Regions from separate parts of the Gossypium hirsutum genome. Here regions 2 and 3 are each linked to region 1. A link is a contact called in public Hi-C data. All regions are on one chromosome and are shown on one strand. The core of a region is the stretch at or near the end of the contact, and the rest is flanking DNA. Distances in the headings are between cores, read along the strand shown. Region 1 holds the start of LOC107894012 (phototropin-2). Region 2 holds the start of LOC107894006 (calcium-dependent protein kinase 4). Region 3 holds the start of LOC107894021 (pyruvate kinase, cytosolic isozyme).

Region 1 (2,762 bases), core at 122-2,621:
ATTGGTCCTGCTCTAGGAAAGGGTGTTTGCAAGGTACAAATAGCACAATGAAGGAAAGAATTGTCCATTCAAATGGGAATGGCGTATTATACCGATTGAATTCAGACACAAGTTTAAGGCTCCATACTATCGTGTATGACAAGCAATGGAAAATTGCAATAATTTTGAGCTGCAGAATGATTGCAGTTCCTTTAGAACGGCTCCCTACTGCCCCTTTACATATTTAAAAGCTTGAACTTACCAGTTTCGTCCAATGGTCTCCTTTGATGAATAACCAGTCATGGCAAAAAATCCGCTGCTAGCATACACTATAGGGCAGTCTGGTTTGGTAGCATCAGATACAGCAAAAGTTTGCTGCAGGGTTTCTAAAGCATCCTTCAGCTCCTGTGACACCCTAGGAAAGGCCCCTCGACCCAATCCATAATCCGACTCCCCTGATGTCCTTGTCGAGTCCACTGAAAATTTGCCTAACGAGTTTTTGCTCTGATTTCCTTCTCCAGTTGGCTTTACTTTACCAATCACTCTGAAACTACCTTCTCCAACATCTGATTCTACTGCAATACCCCATTCTGCAGTCCTTTCAACTATGCTAGCTTCGGTTGAGGACTGTCCATTCGAATCTTTCCCTGCAGTGCTAGCCCCATTCAACTTTTCGATGGACTCATCGTCAAAGCTTACAATCTCATAATTATTGGCTGCCTCTCCTTCCAAAGCTTGTTCGCTAGATTGTCCAACATTTCGAGCACCCGATACAGATGACCCCGACAGCTCCATGGCCATTCTTTTCTCCATTTCCAACTTCTCTAAAATGAATGTAGGTAAGACTGCAAATATTAACCAAGTAAAAATTGATCACCATGTCCAAATAAACATTATATCAAACATCTTCCATACAAAAATTCAGTGCTAGAAAAGTATCCCTATGTACATAGAATTAAACAGTCAAACGTCTCCCATACTAAAATTCAGTGCTAGAAAAGCACCCCTATGTACATAGAATTAAACAGCTACCAAAAGAAACTGTACATAGAATTTTACCTACTTTTAAACGAGTTCAAACCTGTAGCAACTTTAATGGCAGTGGATACACCTCTCTAATCCCATCACTGAAACATCGGTTCTTAAGTTTCTGGTTCTGGTTTCTGTTCCATATAATAGCAGGATAATGTTTTCATATAGACGAATTTCCAAGCTCCATTGGCCTTCAGATATTTACATATTGGCTATTTATTACAAATGGATCAAAATTTGTCAAATTCCCATCAATTTTATCCGAAATTTGTCTCGTTTTCTTGAGGGAAGAAGATTTTTTATCATCACTTCAGCAAGAAACCAGTAAATCAAGATTTTGTGAGGCTGCAATGCAAACAACCCCATATTGTTGAAACTTGATGAAGATAAATTTCACTTTCACTTTCACTATCTGAAATTTTGTTATGTTCCTTTGGGGCCAAATAAGAGCAAAATTGTATTTTGTTTTTAGTAAGTATCAAATGAAACAGCCAAATGAATATATCAAGGTCTAGGACCACAGCATGAAACATTGGTATGGTTTTTTTTAGTATCCACATTTTATACCCCGTCATCATCATCATCATCTCGAGTTGTCCATGTATAGGATATTCTGACCGTCCTAAAGGTTTGATCGAAAAATAAGAGTTTGGATAAAAATATAAGTTTGAAAAATTAATTGGGTAAAATATAAGGCCATTTAAAAAATGGACCATTGCTACTATTTTATTAAATTGCACTTAATTTAATATTATTTAAGTATAAAAATTTTTTAATTTATTTTTCATTTGTTAGTAAATATTTATTTTAATATTTTTAGCATATTTGACGTATTATATATTTTTTAAAATTTTTATGTAAAAAATAAAAATTAAAAAAATTAATATGGGCAGTCGGGTCGGGTCAATGACGGGTTGTAGTATTTTTACTCAGGCTTGAGCAAAAAATTAGTCTCTCTATTTATACTTTCAAAAAAGCTTAATTGAAAAAATTGCCACCTAAATTATACCTACTCTCTTATATTAGTATTTATGTCATGGGTCGCAAATTAAAGTTCATGATCATTGTGCACAAAACGTTATATGGAGGTTAACTAATTAAAAAAAGTTTATTTGATTCACTTGAATTGACTCGATTTATAAAACTTATAGAAAAGTTCATCTATTTAGAATCTTAGTAGTCCGATGAAATATTTTAATAAAATTAGAGTTATCAAGATAATTAATGTAAGTAGTATAAAGCTTAAATCACTACGATAGATAAATATTATTCTCGACCGTAGGCAGCTGGTTTTGTTGAAATTCAACTTGAAAAACTAAAAAACAAGTTATTTATAATTAAATCAAAAGTAAAAAAAATTACTCTTTAACTTTTATTGTTCAAACCTCTCCCTCACGATTAAAGCTCCATTTTTCCTCCATTTATCTATTTTTACTTGGCATCAAATGATTAAGTTGAGATTAAAAAAATCGGATCTTTCTGTTGTTAAACGTTGGTAGCTTTCATTGTTGTCATTGCCATGGATCCAATGTTGAGCTTCCTCAAGAACAACCCTTTCCTTTGGCTCAACCCCTCGAATGAAAGCAAACTCATAATTCCAATTTCTGATTGTTGATTGACCTCTGAAGTTATTGCTATTGTTTCTTGGACCGACGGTTTTGTTGTCGGTACCGGCTTGTGAGTTGCCATTGTTGTTGTGCTTGAACGAGCGAGCTTGATGAGTCATTGGACCTCAGGAACGGGGGTTGTTA
Region 2 (2,762 bases), core at 104-2,603, 400 kb before region 1:
AAATAAAATTTTGACATTTCAGAAGAATCAAAGGATGGAATAAAAGACTATTCATTCAAAATAAAGGTGCTTGAGACGTTTAACTGTTTAAGACAGAGTCCAAAATTAGATTTTGTTTTTCTCTTTCATAAATTGTGCTGTAAGATTTTGACCAAAACAACCTAAAGACATGTCGTAGACCCAGTCAACTTTTACTCGCGCGTGAATGTCACGTACCAATCATATAACTAAGAACTCCAGCGTTGCGGTGATTTTCAATCAAACTTGGACAAAGGTCAAACCTTTGAATGCTGGTTTCTTTTTACCCTTTACCGCCACCACTTGAAATTTTTATAGCACATGCTTTTTAAATTGGAATAAGTAATATTTAGTCCCTAAATTTGGTACTTTTGTCTATTTTAGTCCTTGGATATTATATTTTGGTACGCATTAATCTCGGAATTTGACAGCTTTTCATAAATTAATTTTTGAATTTGGATTTTGCTAATGTATGATGATGTACTAGTTTGAGATTGTACCACATACTTGAAAATTTTTATAAAATTTGAAAATTTGAAAATTTCTTTATAATTTTAATATATATATTTTATTTTTTAGATTATATATTTTAAAATTTTAAATGATGATATGACATAATCTCATAATATCACATCATCACTCTTGAATTGAATCCAAATTCATGGACCAATTTGAGAAAAGTTATCAAAATTCAGAACTAATGTACAAAAAGCCCTCAAATTATTGTTTAAATTTTAAATTAATTTTAAACTTCAAAATGTCCTAATTGATTCTTCAAAATATCATGACTTGTTTAAATCTCACATTATAAAAGAAAAGGAAAATGTCTTTCTATTAAATTTTAGTGACACTATCTATTCTTTTAACATGTTAGATTTAAATTATTCATACCATAGATATACATATATTTATAATCAAGGACAAATTTAATGGGACCAGGTAAAGGCCTTGGCCCCTCTCGGAAATTAATATTTAATTTAACCCTTTTAGTATAAAATTTCTAGCCTTGTCTTGAATAATTTATATTTTATCTCATCCCTTAACAAAAAATTTCTAACTTCATCCCCTTAACAAAAATTTATATTTTATCTCATCTGTTAACTGGCGTCCTCTAAAATTGATCCGAATAGGAAATTAATGCCTCAACTAATGACTAAATTAATAGAAAAGCCAAATTGATACAACACTAATACTTTAAGCTCTAAATTAGAACTTTATTAAATTTGGATTTATTTAAAATCGAGGTCATAGTTCGAGGATATAATGTGCTATTAACCCCAGAAAACTTTGAAGTAGTAAAAACAACAAAAGAAAACAAAAATGGGTTTTTTTTTATTACAAAGCTTTATGAAATAAACCATGAATGTTTGTAAGAAAAAGAAAAGTTCAGTTCTTTTTCAAAAAAAAAAAAAAGAGTAAAAGAAGGGAGAAAGAGTTAGCTGATTAAGCACTTAGTATCCGATGTTTCTAAGCAACTACATCTCAAAAATTAAGAGCAAAAATACAGAATAAGAAACCCACTAATTGTCAGTTCTTATGGATATGGTTTTAGTATTTAAATATATTTATCCACTTTAGCCATTTTCTTCTTTGTTTCTCTCCCTTTTCTTTTTGCCTTTCTTCAATTTTCATTTGAAACTGGTACTTTGATCTTCTCTACTTTTTTTTATATGAAAATTTATTGTTTTTGCTGGGTTTTGGACTTGGCTTAGTTTCTTTGATAGCTATGGCTTGATATTGTTTATGTATGTTTATGGGTTTTGTTTAGATTTCTGGTATCCGCATGAATTTTTGTGATTTTTTTTGAAGTTTCTAAATTTGGGTGATTGAATATTTACTTTTTCTTTTCTTTTCAGTTTTATATTTGAGAACATTGATTGTTTGACGGGCAATACATGCAGTGGATCTTTCAAGGGGAATCAATTTGAGGGCTACAAAAAAACTTGTTCCAACTCTGATTATACCAATTTGGCTCCACCCATTAGCCCCACAAAGACAGCTAACACCATGAGAAGAGCCATTGATCACCAAGCTTATTATGTTTTAGGTCATAAGACCCCTAATATCCTTGAGCTTTACACTTTAGGCCGTAAATTAGGACAGGGACAGTTTGGGGTTACTTACTTATGTACCGAGATTTCGACTGGGATTGAATATGCTTGTAAGTCCATATCGAAAAGGAAGTTGATTTGCAAGGAGGATGTGGAGGATGTTAGGAGGGAGATCCAAATTATGCACCATTTGGCTGGTCATAAGAATATCGTGACGATCAAAGGCGCGTACGAGGATCCTTTATTTGTGCATATCGTGATGGAGCTTTGCTCCGGAGGCGAACTGTTTGATAGAATTATCCAGAGGGGGCATTACACCGAGAGGAAGGCAGCTGAGTTGACTAAGATCATTGTTGGTGTTGTTGAGGCTTGCCATTCACTTGGGGTTATGCATAGAGATTTGAAGCCTGAGAATTTCTTGTTGGTTAACAAGGATGATGATTTCTCACTCAAGGCCATCGATTTTGGGCTCTCGGTGTTCTTTAAACCCGGTAACCACTCGAATGTTCTTAACTTTTACTGATTGTTAACCTCTAACATTGAAACTCAATGCATGCTACCTTAAAGCCAATTGATGGTTACCGGGAAGAACACGATTGTAATAGTTGAAGAGCTAACATTTGTTTCTTTATTGAGTTAATTTCAGCCCTTTAGTTTATAATGAAACCAATGTCATTTTGAAATTCAAGTCGT
Region 3 (2,762 bases), core at 67-2,566, 320 kb after region 1:
AGAGTTTAAGGCTAAGGAAAAAAAAATCAAAAACTGATTGGAACCAAGGTGTTTAGACTATTTTTTAAATAAAAGTTAAAAAAAAACCATAATTATCCGAACCAAATTTTATATTTTATTAATTTATAATTAACTTTAATTTTTTATGATCTAAAAATAAACATTCTAGGTTTAAAATAATTAAAATAACTTAAAAATTCTATATAAAAATTATTTTAAAAACTATATTAGATTTATTGATTTTTTTATTTACTTGAAAAATTTAATTTTTAGAAGATTTTAAAAAACTAACAAATAATATCAAAAAAAAAAAAAGAGTCCAAGGAACCCAAAATCTAAAATTAGTATGAAAAAACAAAAAACCAAATAAAAGGAATTGGATTATGATGGATAGTTCAAAAAATCCTATTGAACTGATCTGAACTCACCCTAAATAGAGTGTGCCTTGTATCTAATGACACATTATCTTTCATTTGGACTTTAACAAACAAATATCCATATAAGCAATGCTTGGTTACTAAAAGTAGAGAATTTCTGGGCCCAAAAATTGATTTCTTTATTATCTCTAATCTACCCTTTAATCCCCATTCAAATACACAAATAATGATAAAAAAGAAAGTAATAAAACTATGAGATAATGATGGGGTAAAGGGGAACCTTGGTGTCAAGCATGACGGCGCAGAGGATGCCGGTACTTTGCATGGCAGCCCTGAGATTGTTCAAGGTCTCCTGGTGATATTCATGGCTGCCATGGGAGAAATTGAAGCGAGCAACGTTCATGCCGGCCCTCAGCAGCTTCTCGATCATGGGTACCGATCGCGATGCCGGACCCAGAGTGCAAACGATTTTGGTTTTGGCGATACGGCCATCATTTGGCAGCTCCTTCAAGATCCCATCAATGTCTATATTCGCCATTTCCTTTTTGATTTGCTCAAAATAAAAATCTGCTCTGCTGCACCCATTATCAATTAAAAAATATTAAAAGTCATCAATGAAAAAGATTGGGTAAGAAAACCCAGAGAAAAGGAACATTGAGATAAACAGAATGGGGTTAAGGTAGGATTGGTGAGAGAGATCAAATGAGGTAAATACAGAGATGGTTTTTTAAGATATATATATATACATATATATGTATAAAACCATATGAACAAATTACAAGCAAACAAAAAAATAAAAATAAAAATGCTTTATGTCGAGTTAAATTGAGAAATGAGATACTATACCTTATAAGCCAAAAAAGAGTAGTTTTGAAGAACAGAACAGTGAGGAGAGTGGTGGGTGGTGTGGTGGCTTTTTGTAGTATGAGAGAGGACTGCGGGAGGAGTTTAGAAACTGAAAAGTAAAAGGTTTTATTTCTAATTTAACCCTTCAATTATACCATAATTTTACATATTAGTCCTTACAATTTTTAAGTGGTTTTCAGGTTATCAATTTTGTCCTAGTTTTAAAAACAATATTATCCAATAAGAATGTGAAATGTGGCATAGTATGTAGTAGATTATTTTTTTATTAAATGAAATAAAATTAATAGTTAAAAAAAAAATTTTAAGGATGGATATTGAAAATTGGATATAGTTTGTAGGCCGACTTACTAATAAAACCAATATAAAAGGAAAAAAATTAATGTAAGGGACACGTGGTGGTCGGTGGCCCATTGGAGATTTTGTAAATCTTTGGATGTAGAATTATTAGTATTTGAATTAAAACAACAAGACTCAGAATCTAAATTATAATTAGAGTGGTGAATATTTTAACTTGCAAATTTAGATATTTTAATCAATATATTTTTTAATTAAATTTATTTCAATATTTAAATATAAATTAATGATGTGTTGCCATATAATCATTTAAAAATTTGAAGTGATGTCTTGGAATAATCTTAATTATCAAACTTTTACATTTAGATAATAAAAGCAAAAAAGAAAATGTTTTATTGGAAGGTAAGGGATGGGTAGATAGGCGTGCGTACATGCGGTGGATGGGTTTTCCTTTTGGTTCCTTTTTGTCCCTCTTGTGTGGGCAAAGGCTCAAACTACACTCTTGTATTATTCATTCCTCCCCCAAAGATTTACTTCGCTTTTAGCTTTTTTCTTTGTTTTTATTTTTATTTTTACTTTTTCCCATATTTCCAACTACAATAATCTTAGTAATTTATCCCAGTTTTGCTCTCAAATAATCTCTACTCATTTCAACTTTTTTTAAGGCTAAACAAACAATTTATCCCTTCTCTTATTTTTTTTCCCTTACATATCGTTTTACTTTCAAATTATTGGCATTTAATAAATATGTAAAACATGTCACATTTTTATTGTTATTTTTTTTCTATTTTAAGTATATTCGAATGAAAATGATAATTTAATATGATAAAAAAATTAAATATCAAAATAAAAAATAATGTAGTCTAAGAGATAAATCATGACTTAACATCTTTTTTACACTAAAATATATTTTAATTTTATGTAATTTTTGCATCTTTAAAATTTAATTCATTTGCTTTACAGATTAAAAATATAAATTTAATTGTTAACATCATTAAAATTTTTCTATTATATTTAGATGCATTACAATTATTATTAATTTTGTTATTTTTTATCAAATAAAAAATATATTTCAAAATATTACACCAATAAATTTAATAAAATTATTGTAATAAGATTAACACTTAAATATATTTTTTGAAATTTAAAAAAAATTCCAACTTATAAAAACAGAATATTTTTATATTATAAAAAGCCTAAATAAACACGTGTTGAAATTCGGAA

The links. Hi-C and Micro-C count contacts between places; a contact is called where the count stands out from the background.
Region 2: a contact with region 1 is called in a Hi-C map of leaf, with 2.3 times the contacts expected there. The contact joins the promoter of LOC107894006 here to the promoter of LOC107894012 in region 1. A contact is called at or near these places in 4 of 34 Hi-C or Micro-C datasets (all in leaf).
Region 3: a Hi-C map of leaf shows a contact between it and region 1, with 2.6 times the contacts expected there. The contact joins the promoter of LOC107894021 here to the promoter of LOC107894012 in region 1. A contact is called at or near these places in 2 of 34 Hi-C or Micro-C datasets (both in leaf).

Annotation. Positions count from the first base shown.
Region 1 is chrA13:14,513,492-14,516,253 of Gossypium_hirsutum_v2.1, reverse strand. It overlaps LOC107894012 (phototropin-2), which reads right to left and starts at 1,371. Exons shown (of 25, transcript XR_005907506.1): 1 at 1,061-1,371; 2 at 242-824.
Region 2 is chrA13:14,910,321-14,913,082 of Gossypium_hirsutum_v2.1, reverse strand. LOC107894006 (calcium-dependent protein kinase 4) reads left to right here and starts at 1,353. Exons shown (of 9, transcript XM_016819181.2): 1 at 1,353-1,544; 2 at 1,920-2,560. The coding sequence starts at 2,026.
Region 3 is chrA13:14,191,380-14,194,141 of Gossypium_hirsutum_v2.1, reverse strand. LOC107894021 (pyruvate kinase, cytosolic isozyme) reads right to left here and starts at 1,316. Exons shown (of 4, transcript XM_016819209.2): 1 at 1,224-1,316; 2 at 658-949. The coding sequence starts at 915.